2 separate regions of the Capsicum annuum genome follow, and region 1 is linked to region 2. A link is a contact called in public Hi-C data. All regions are on one chromosome and are shown on one strand. Each heading gives the region's core, a stretch centred on a gene start, on an enhancer-like site or on the middle of the called end of the contact. The rest is flanking DNA. Distances are from core to core; before and after follow the strand shown.

Region 1 (5,281 bases), core at 777-3,276, 210 kb before region 2:
CTTGGTCTCCTTGTTTCGATCTGGGACTTTCTTGTAAAGAAAATAGTTGATTGACAGATGTCAAGCAAGGCAATGTTTTGTGAGTCCGGAGCCAAAATGATAACTTTTTTAAACAAAAATTCCAAAAGGAAGCTTATTTCTGAAAGAGAACAAATGGGTAAAAGCATGGGGCGATCCACGATTTAGTTCTTCCGTTTAACAGCAGCCGTTAGACAACTTTTTTTTTTTAAATTTTCTTTACTAAGGCATGCAGCTCCACACGATTGAGTCAAAATATTTTGATTTAAGTCGTAAGAAGCCACACGCCTTGATGGGGAAATTTATTCTTCCCAATTGATTTGAATGAAGATTGCAAGTCGTGTACCAGCACACGACTAGGTAGATGAATCAGGCGTTCTGTTTTTCTTGTATTGACCTCGTTCATTCCCTGCGTCTTTGCAATTAGAATACGGACCCCCAAATATGATCCTTTTGTGGTTAATAGTTCTAACCAGAACTGCTGTCTGTAAATGCTTGTCTAGTTTGACGTGTAGGCCATGAAGCATGAGCAAATTCTTCTTTCCTAGTAAGGCCTGCAAACAATAGAATAAGTTCAATAAATTAATTTTATTTTTCTGTTCTCTCATAGTGATGTTTAGTTATTCACTAATTTATTAAGGTAAATCCAATGCTGCTAATTATCCTCAAGTCTTATCATTATGCGTATGGCAACTGCCGCAGATAACAACATAAGATTGGGTTGGATCCTCTCCAACAAGAAATGCTGCAATTCGTCCAAGCCATCCCTCGTCTTGTGTGCTCAAACCTGTAGGATTGTAATGCTCGATAATCATTTGCTGATGTTGGTTCATACTAGAGCCTTCAAGTTGTACCACACGAAGCATTTCTCCTTTGGAATGATCCAATACAATACTGTCTGCGCTACCAGATCTGGCTTGCTTTCTATTTCTCAGTCCAGTGGACTGCACAATTTCTACATCATTGCTCTTTCCAATAGGGGCATTAAGCTTAGACTCATCTCCCAAATAAACTTTTAAGCCAGTATTTGCAGCAAGCTTGCACGCAAGCACAGAGGCTGCGGCTGAAAGGTCAGAGGCTCATACCTCTGGATAAAGGATTGAAAAATGAAATACGTGCATCTCATACCAACATTGAACAAAGACGTGCTTTATAGCGGCGACAAAGACTGGAGAGTGATAAACAGTAGTAAGCATGTCTTCCCTAATGCACCTACATGGTTAACTTATACGTAAAGAGCTTATCATAAAGCCCAAAAACACGTGTATTGCCATCAGCTGAATGAGCTGCCTAATGCAATTGAATGGAAAATCATCTGTGAAGAGCTCAGCAGAAACCCTGAAGCTTGCATTTTGCTATCTCACCTGAATGAGCTGATGCGTTGTATAGTAATTTGTCTTCTCTTTGAGTTCATCAATCTTTGCTTGCCTTTCAGCTCGAAGCCTTTCCAAAGTTTTCTGATCCTTGCGTTCATCTGCAAGGACACGTGTGAAGGATTTAAAATTGAAAATCAAAGAAAGGATTGTTCATTCCAAGGCAAAACCATCAGTAGTGTGAATACTCAGCAACTTTAGAAGCAATGTTTTCAATGAATATCGTTTGAGGTGGATCAAAATGACTAAGTTGAAGACCTTTGGCATTCATGGAGTTTTCACACATTCATCAAATTGCCAAAACGAAGTTACTCTTAACAATTTGATCTAACATATTCAAAAGACACAGAAAGGAGAATCTCAATGTTGAGGAATTGGAACTTATTGTAGTAAGCAGGGATTTGTCCTGATCTTCTACAACCTTTTCACTCCTAATTTTCCTGAGAAGAAAATGCAAACTAGAGTTATATCACCTTATACCGCCACTAAGTTTCACTTAAAAGTCCATGGTCTTTTTTCTTCACTTAAAAAGTCCATGGTCTTTTTTCTATCTTCTCATACCCGCTGAACTGCTATTTGCCAAACGAGAAGTAACAAAACTTTTCAGTCTTTTTCTTAAACTGGTAATGTCTATTCCTCAGCATTAAGGAGATGCTGGAGACCACCGCAAAATTATTACAATCAATCTAGATTACCTACTGAGAACCTAAAAGATCAACCAACTATTCAACTTTTCCTGTCTTCCCAACATATCTAGCCATAGTCCATCTAATCAAATAAATATCGCATCCGTAGGCTGATTTTTTTGAATAGGTTAAAATTTGGGAAAAGGACATGGGGTGGCTATTTTTACAAAAAATGGACACAATTTGAAAAGATGGACAAATGTAACTTATCGGCTAAATTTAATTCCTTTTTTAGCCATTTGGCCCAATTGGGCACATGCAGTTTCTACACTCAATTGATACACTTTTATACCAAATTGATACACTTTTATATTATATTGATACGCTTTTTAAAAAAGAGAAAGGAAATTCTATTGAAGCACATGCAATCCCTATACCCAATTGGTACTCTTTTATACCATATTAATACACTTTTATACTACATTGATACACTTTTATACTACATTAATATACTTTGATACTGCATTGATACACTTTTATACTAGATTGATACACTTTTATATCACGTTGATACAATATATATACCATATAAATACATCTTTTACAGAGAAAATCTGTGCAAGCATGTATAGTAATTCGTTATTCATGAATTTGTTAACTTCACCTAAATTTTTGTGAAAATTTGTACAAGCATATACAAAATTTATTAAACCCTGTACCTTTACTGTCCAAACATTCCTTAATTTTTTTGATTAAAAAGCGAGAGATAGCAAAAAAAAAAAAGTCAAAGTGTCACTATAGTGTTAACTCATATGAAAAGAGATAGAATAATTATGGGTGGACTTGTATTTCATGTTTTTATTTTCGTGATCGCATCTGAAAAAATAAATGGGTGGACAGAGTGGACTTTTTTCAAAAAAATAAAATAAATTAACAACATTAAAAGAATAAAATAGTGAAAATCAAGCAAAAAAAAAAGTACGAAGAAAGAGAACGTAACATGTAAAATAATTGACATTAAAAATTAAATAATAAATAAAGAAAAGACTAAAAAAAAGGGGTAGTAGCAACAGAAAAACCTAAATGGCTATCTATTGGAATTGCCAAATCAATGGCTATATCAGTGGAAATATTTGGGCGAGCTGACATTTGTATCCTTTCCCCTAAAAACTTTTCATAGGGATCTCACTCCTTGCACTACAAAACATTACATACTTGGGGCAGGGGTGGGCGTTCGGCATTCAGTTTGGCATTTTCAAATTTTGGGTTCGTTAATCGATATTTGAAAGTAGATACCACATACCATACTTATAAACATCGGTTCGATAATTCAGTAATCGGTAAATTAAACTTCGGTTCGGTACGATTTTTGGTAGTACCATATTAAAGTTGAAAATGTCCACATGTACATCTAAACTTCAAAGAGTATATCTAATATAAACTCTATTTAGTATTCCTTTTGTTACTTTTTACGAATATATAACCAAGATCCAGGAGATTATTTGGGATTGACTAATACTATTGAGTTGTTTATATATATATATATATATATATATATATATATATATATATAGAGAGAGAGAGAGAGAGAGAGAGAGAGAGAGAGAGAGAGAGAGAGAGAGAGAGAGAGAGAGAGAGAGAGAATTCGATATTCAGTAAAATACAGAATACCAAACTGTATTAATATCTTTTACCAAACCCAATCCCAAATATCAACATATTAAAATTTTACTCCCAAATACAATACCGTATACCGAATATCAATTATCAATTTTTTTAGTTCGGTTCAGTAATTTGGTTTTCGGTAATTTATGCCCAGCCCTACTTGGGGGTGTTTGAATTAGCCCTTTTTAAGAGACTCATAAGCTAAAAGCTAAAAGCTAAAAGCCAAAAATTAATTTTTTCTTTAAGCTTAAAATAAAATGCTTAAAAGTTTGTTTTGTATTTACCATACATCTCCAAAAATATAAAAATATTTAAAAGCTAAAAACACCTAAAAAATAAGTCAATCCAAACATTCTCTAAATACACAACAAAAGAAAGCTACAACGAGTGACAAAGTCATCTTGCCGAAGATTATACAAACTAAAATAGGATGAAAACGTGTTCTCCTTGCCCCAAAGGAGAAGGTGAATGTGAAGCTCCATTTAAATTTATTAAGGATCCATTCGACCACAAATAGTCGACTCCCAAAAATATTAATAAAACACCTTCATTGTTGGAATTCAATATTTTTTCCTTGTTGGGATTCAATATTTTTTCTTGTTGGAATTCATTGTGAATATTTAATCAATTATTGTGAATATATTTTAGGTACATACTAATTTTTTTTTTCCTTTTTCAGATGTACAAAATATTTTTTTCTTTTATTATGTAGGATTATTGTATTAGGATGACTATAAATAGGGGTATTTTGTACAAAGAATTCATCAGTCGATAAAAAGGAAAATTTCATACTTTGCTTTGTTTATTTTTGCATGGTATCAAGAGCAAGTTTTTTAATTTCTGTCCTTAATTTCTGACTTCTTCTTTGTCATTTTTTTAAGATGAATGATGTTGTATCACCCTCAAAATCACCTTTTGTTGTTAACACTTCACAATTTGAAAGAAGTGATAGTGTCCCTACAATCAATATAGTAGACTCTTCACATGTTTTCTACATTCACCCTTCTGATTATCCAGGTATGAACTTTGTTTCCACCATCTTTAATGGGAGAATCTATGATGGATGGAGAAGGACAATTATTATAGCTCTCTCAGTAAAGAACAACCTAGAATTCGTTGATGGATCCCTAACTTATCCTAATGCTGATACAGACTTTAACGAGCTTGGTTAAGATGTAATGATATGGTCCTATCCTGATTATTGAATTCTCTTTTCAAAGAAATTGTTGAGTCTGTTTTGTATTTCAAAAGTGCTAAAGTGTTGTGGTCTGACCTTGAAGATAGACAGACTAATGGGGCTAAATTATTGCAATTTCAAAAAGATTTAAATGCAGTAGTTCAAGAAAAATTTCAGTATCTCTACCTATTTTACAAAAATGAAGAGTCTATGGAATGAGTTAGATGCACTAAATACGCTCTCTGCATGTACTTGTAAGTGTAAATGTGGAGCAAAAGAAAAAGGTGCAAAGGCTGATCAACATGAGAGTCTTTTCCAATTTCTTAATAAGTCTTAATGACATTTTCATAGGTTTTAGGAGTAATATTTTGTTGTATTCTCCTCTACCCACTATTGGTCAGATTTATTCCCTTTTTATTCAA
Region 2 (5,017 bases), core at 1,628-4,127:
TCATACAATGAATCAGTTCCTGATGATCAGTAAGTCAAGTCAGCTTAGAATTCAGCTTCCTGATAAAATTTCTAAAGTTTCAGCTCAGCCATATTCTTTGTTAGAAGACACATTATTCCACACCTTGATATTTCAATAAGTCTCTACCCATCATTCGAGAACAAATGATTTCAAGGGGGAGATATTGTAATACTCCGTATACTTCCAAACTAGAAAACGAATCGTTCTTCCTACGTGTGAAACCTCTAATCTTGTAATTCATGTTTGAGTACATAAATTACAATGAGTATCCTAGTGAGAAGAGAGCTTATGATGTGTTAAAACGTATTCATAGGAGTCACTTAAGGTAATGCAAGCTAAGAGCTTTTGAATCCATCAAGTTTTAGTGTTTGATTTTGCAAGGGTTATCTTTAAACGAGAATAACTTGATGTATATGTGGTATTTTGGCATATTTAGACCCACCAAATTGTATAGAATCGAATTATCTTTCCAACGATACCAATTTCGCCAAAATTCGATACCTGAGCGAAAAGTTACAGCCATTTTCGTGAGAGGCAGTAAGTCGGGGCGATAAGCGAGGCGGCGCCCTGCCTATTCCCGCCAGTGTAATTTCCTGCAGTCAAGCTCCACGTCCATAAGGCGTATTTGGGTCATTTCCCACCCTTAAATAGCCCCAATAACACGAGATTCAGCCCCCAAACACCAAATTATACCCTCATTCTCTCGAATTCTCTCAAATTCTCTCAAGAATACACCTTAGGGTTTCAACCCAAGATTCAAGAAAACTCAAGATTTCACCATGGTTTTTCAAAATTTATTAAAGATTCGATATTTCTAGACCAAGAGCTTCAAGAGTCTACCTTCAAGAACACCATTGAAGATTCAAAAGTTCAAGCTTTTAACATTCAAAGCATCATAGGAATCCAAGATTCAAGCTTTCTCATCTAAGATCGTTAATTAAGGTATGTGGGGTTTCAACTAGGACAAATCATTTCGTTCTTGTGCCCAAAATTTGTTTAACTTATAAATTACTGAGTTTTGTGAGAATTTTCATGAAATTGAAGTTAGGGTTTATACCTAATTTATATTGTTTGAAGATTATGAGTTTACAAGTGATTGAATATTGAATTGCATAACTATTTTCATGTATTTATGTGCGTAATGCAATTTTTCAGATTTTCAAAAATGAATTTAAGAATGATATTAAGATTCTTGATCTTATTATTTTGATGATGTTAAAGTATTTTCAAGAAGCATATTGAACATGATGTTTTGCCATGATTTTGAATGTTTATACATTAGTTCTAAATTGGGATTCACACTCATTATCACCATTTACAAGATTATGAGCTTTTGAGGGATTTTGAAGATAAATTTTATGATTTGATTTATATTTTCATGCACATTGCTGAAATTTTTAGATTTTAAGGTGATTTACGAATGTCTATGTTACCAAGCATGAATTTTGAGATGCTTTGACATGAGTTTGAAGCATGGGCTTTAAGCCCTAAGATTTAGTTTTGATATTTCAAGAAGCTATTCTTTTAGCATGCTTTGATAAGCTAAATTTGATCTTTTGATCCTAAGCTAAGATATGGAATCCACATTATTCATATAGTTCATGATTTAAAGCAAAGAGAAGAGCAATTGATTTTTATTATAAACTCTTATGCTATTTTAAGGTGGATTTTCTAAAAGTCCTGAGCAATAAGTATGGGAGTAGTATTTAGCACCGAGTTGGGTATGATTCCAAGGTCTCATGCCTCAGAACTACATGCCACCGTAGGTTTATGATTGCAGATAGTGGGGCTAAGATAATGATCACTTAAGATAAGGTTCTATTCCGATGGCAAGGGTAGAACAACTCTCCCCAACGTGGGTAAGACGTTGGACTCCATGAAGAATGCTCACATGGTTTATGTCGATAGAAGAAACTCCCAAAGATGTCCCCCCACTCTTAAAACAGTTTACTGATTTAACGTATTGAGATAAAGTATTTACTACGCAGAAAGAGTTTCAGATTTCATTTAGCTAACAGGATTTGAGAACAAAAAAGAGAATACAGATTCTAGAACTAAGTGTAATGACTCACGAGATTTATACTACATGCTTTACTATTCATAATTTATGAGCTTTAGATTTCAGATTTACTCAAGCTATGTGAGTCGTTGACATTTAGCATGCATTGTTTTATAAATTATGATGATTATAAGATATTGTTTTACTTATTGCATTTCGCCCCCATATGCTCAGTACATCCTCAAAGTACTAATCCACATATACATCTTGCTACATTATCTCATAATGTAGGTACAAGTTATAGTATGTGCAATCACCAGGCAATTGCAAATTCCAGCCAGCAGATGATGAGTCCTCCTATTTCGGGGACTTCAGTTAGGTTTACTATTGTTCTTTACTTTCTTATTCTTATATATTGATTTGTGATAGTTGGGGTCGCGTCCTAGCTATCTATAATCAGTATTAATAGAGGTTTCATAGACAGTTAGTAGAGTTAATGTATTCAGTTTCAGTTTCCTTTGTAAAAGCAGAGTTGTAATCATGTGAATTCAGTTTTGTATCGATCAGATTCAAAAAAGATGTATCTCCCGCTTATTTTGTGCAGATTTATCTATCTTATTTAGTTGTTCATGAGTTGTGCCAGTATAAGGGTTAGCTTGGGATCACTTGTGGTCCTAAGCACCGTGTGACGTCTCGGGACAAATTTTTGGGGCGTTACGCAAATACTCATGTTTTCCTGTGTCTTGGACTACACAAAAAATTCTGCAGAACAGATGTTATTCCTGCCTAGACAGACCAAGGGACTGACTCCATGCTTATCCATGACTAGCATGCATAGTGGGCTCTTAGACCCATTTAACTGGCTGTTGAAGAAGAAAAACTGGTGGCTTGCTCTTCCATTCACAGCAAAAATTCAGATTCCAACAACATCCTCATAGCCATCCATGATCATCTGACTAAGCTGGATCATAACCCGATCTTACCGTCTCTCAATCCATTGCTACCCCAGGATTGTAGCCAACATATTAACGATTGGTACTAGTAGATTAATCCAAGGAGGTGTACTCCACCAATGTATCATAAGTTTGCATAGAGAATGGGCTCTCGGCAAAGCACCTACAATGAACATTATTTTGGTCAAAGAATGTGGTATGACCAACAACGTCTTTTTTTTTTGTTTTGTTTTTTTGGGAAGGGGTGGAGGGGGGAGGAAGGACTCAAACTTTATACATACAAATTTTTTACTTGAGAAAAGAAGAAGAATGAAACCAAAACCAAAAGACAGGAAAAAGAACATTAACTGATGAAAATAGCTATAGAAAGCAACAATCAAAAATAGAGGATATCATCTCAAACGAACATCTATTCACTGTTCTACTATTGTTACAATTGCAGCTCAGGCAGTTAGTTCCAAACCAGGATAGCAATTTCAAATTCTAAATAAATCCCTGGTAAATATGGGACTGCCGGTCTTTAACCAGGAAGGACTGTTTATTTAGAGCGCTTGCCCATAAAAGTTCTAGCAAAAATAGTTTTGACGGATAAACCTTGATGAACCAGCTCCCTTTCTGTCTAGGAGATGAATTCAATGCAACGAGTTACACACCAGCACGGCAAACAAAACTTTCCATTAGTCAACTAGATTATATCCTAAGCCTCTTGCCTGTGGCGGCAATAAGTGAACTATAGATTCCATGAACTAATTTCTATAATAACAACATAGCCAGCCTATTCCCACAAAGTGGGGTTTGGTGAGGTAAAGTGTACAAAGTCATACCACTACCACAGAGAGGTTGTTTCCAATAGACCCTCGACTCATGACAAATAACAGTATAACAAGCAGAAAACATAAAAACAAACCACAAATGGGGTAACACACCAATAGATAGTAAAAGAAACAAGACCTTCACAAAGTAATACTATGAACTATCTATCCGAAATCACAAACATCACCAAAATACCACGAATAAAAAACTACAATACACATGCATAACCCTATAACCACGGGTATCGACAAACAAAGCACTCCTCCCTACTAGTAAGGACGCACTCCTACCCACTAACCCTCTACCCTAATCCGCGTCCTCCACACCTTATCAAGGGTCATGTCCTCTGTAAGTTGTAACTGCTCCATGTCTTGCCTAATTACTTCCCTCCAATATTTCTTCGACCTAATTCTACCCCGTGTAAAATCATCCATAGCGAGCCTCTCACACCTCCATACTGGGATATCTGTGCACCACGTCACATTCCCAAACCATTTCAATCGAACTTCCCGCATCTTGTCTTTCACCGAAGCCACTCTCACTTTCTCTCGAATAATCTCATTTCTAACCTTATCCCTCCAGATAAGTCCGAACATCCATCTCAACATCCTCATCTCTACCACCTTCAACATTTGGATTGGGAGTTCTTAACGGCCAATACTCTGCTCCGAACCACCATTATAGAAAAAACTGAAATTAATCCATTTTCAAAAAAAGTCTGATTTAATTTAGAAGTTTCTTTTTCCAAACAACATCAAACTCAGAATTGTTTCCTTTAATCACTGTGACATAATGAAGTTTCAGTCATCCCTATTCTCAGATTTAGTTGCGAAAGTGAGATATCTCATGGGTGCTGCTCAGAAAGATGAGATTAAGCAGAAAAGATAAATTTCTGCTTACTCTCAATGTGAACTCTTCATAAGTATAGTTATCAAAGAGGTTCCAAGGCTGCTTTTTGAGGGCACAAAGGTGATACCCTTTCCTATATGCCAATCAATTTACTAGGGATAAGATGTTTCCCTCTGCTAGGGATAAGATGTTTCCCTCCAAAGATTGACTGCGGTCTTGATACTTGGCCTTGAATAGAGAAGTATCTCTTCAACAAAATATTGATCGTGTTATTGGAACATAGCAATTAAGTTAGTTAGTTTTTGATTATTTTTTACAAATGGTGGAGACATGTTGTTCAACACTAATACTTGGTATAGAATGGAATAGAAAATACGAAATT

The links. Hi-C and Micro-C count contacts between places; a contact is called where the count stands out from the background.
Region 1: a contact with region 2 is called in a Hi-C map of leaf, with 2.8 times the contacts expected there. The contact joins two enhancer-like sites. A contact is called at or near these places in 2 of 5 Hi-C or Micro-C datasets (bud and leaf).

The regions. Positions count from the first base shown.
Region 1 is chr6:164,878,641-164,883,921 of UCD10Xv1.1, reverse strand. It overlaps the pseudogene LOC107874121. Among protein-coding and RNA genes, the nearest start is that of LOC107874939, 26 kb to the left of the region's middle. Within about 2 kb of position 2,026, at least 1 of the 5 cell types and tissues checked has an H3K27ac peak or open chromatin away from gene starts, as enhancers often do. A contact at or near this core is called in leaf, where this site is marked.
Region 2 is chr6:164,670,496-164,675,512 of UCD10Xv1.1, reverse strand. All of the region lies in intron 4 of LOC107873055 (E3 ubiquitin-protein ligase Topors), which reads right to left. Among protein-coding and RNA genes, the nearest start is that of LOC107873055, 5.2 kb to the right of the region's middle. Within about 2 kb of position 2,877, at least 2 of the 5 cell types and tissues checked have an H3K27ac peak or open chromatin away from gene starts, as enhancers often do. A contact at or near this core is called in leaf, where this site is marked.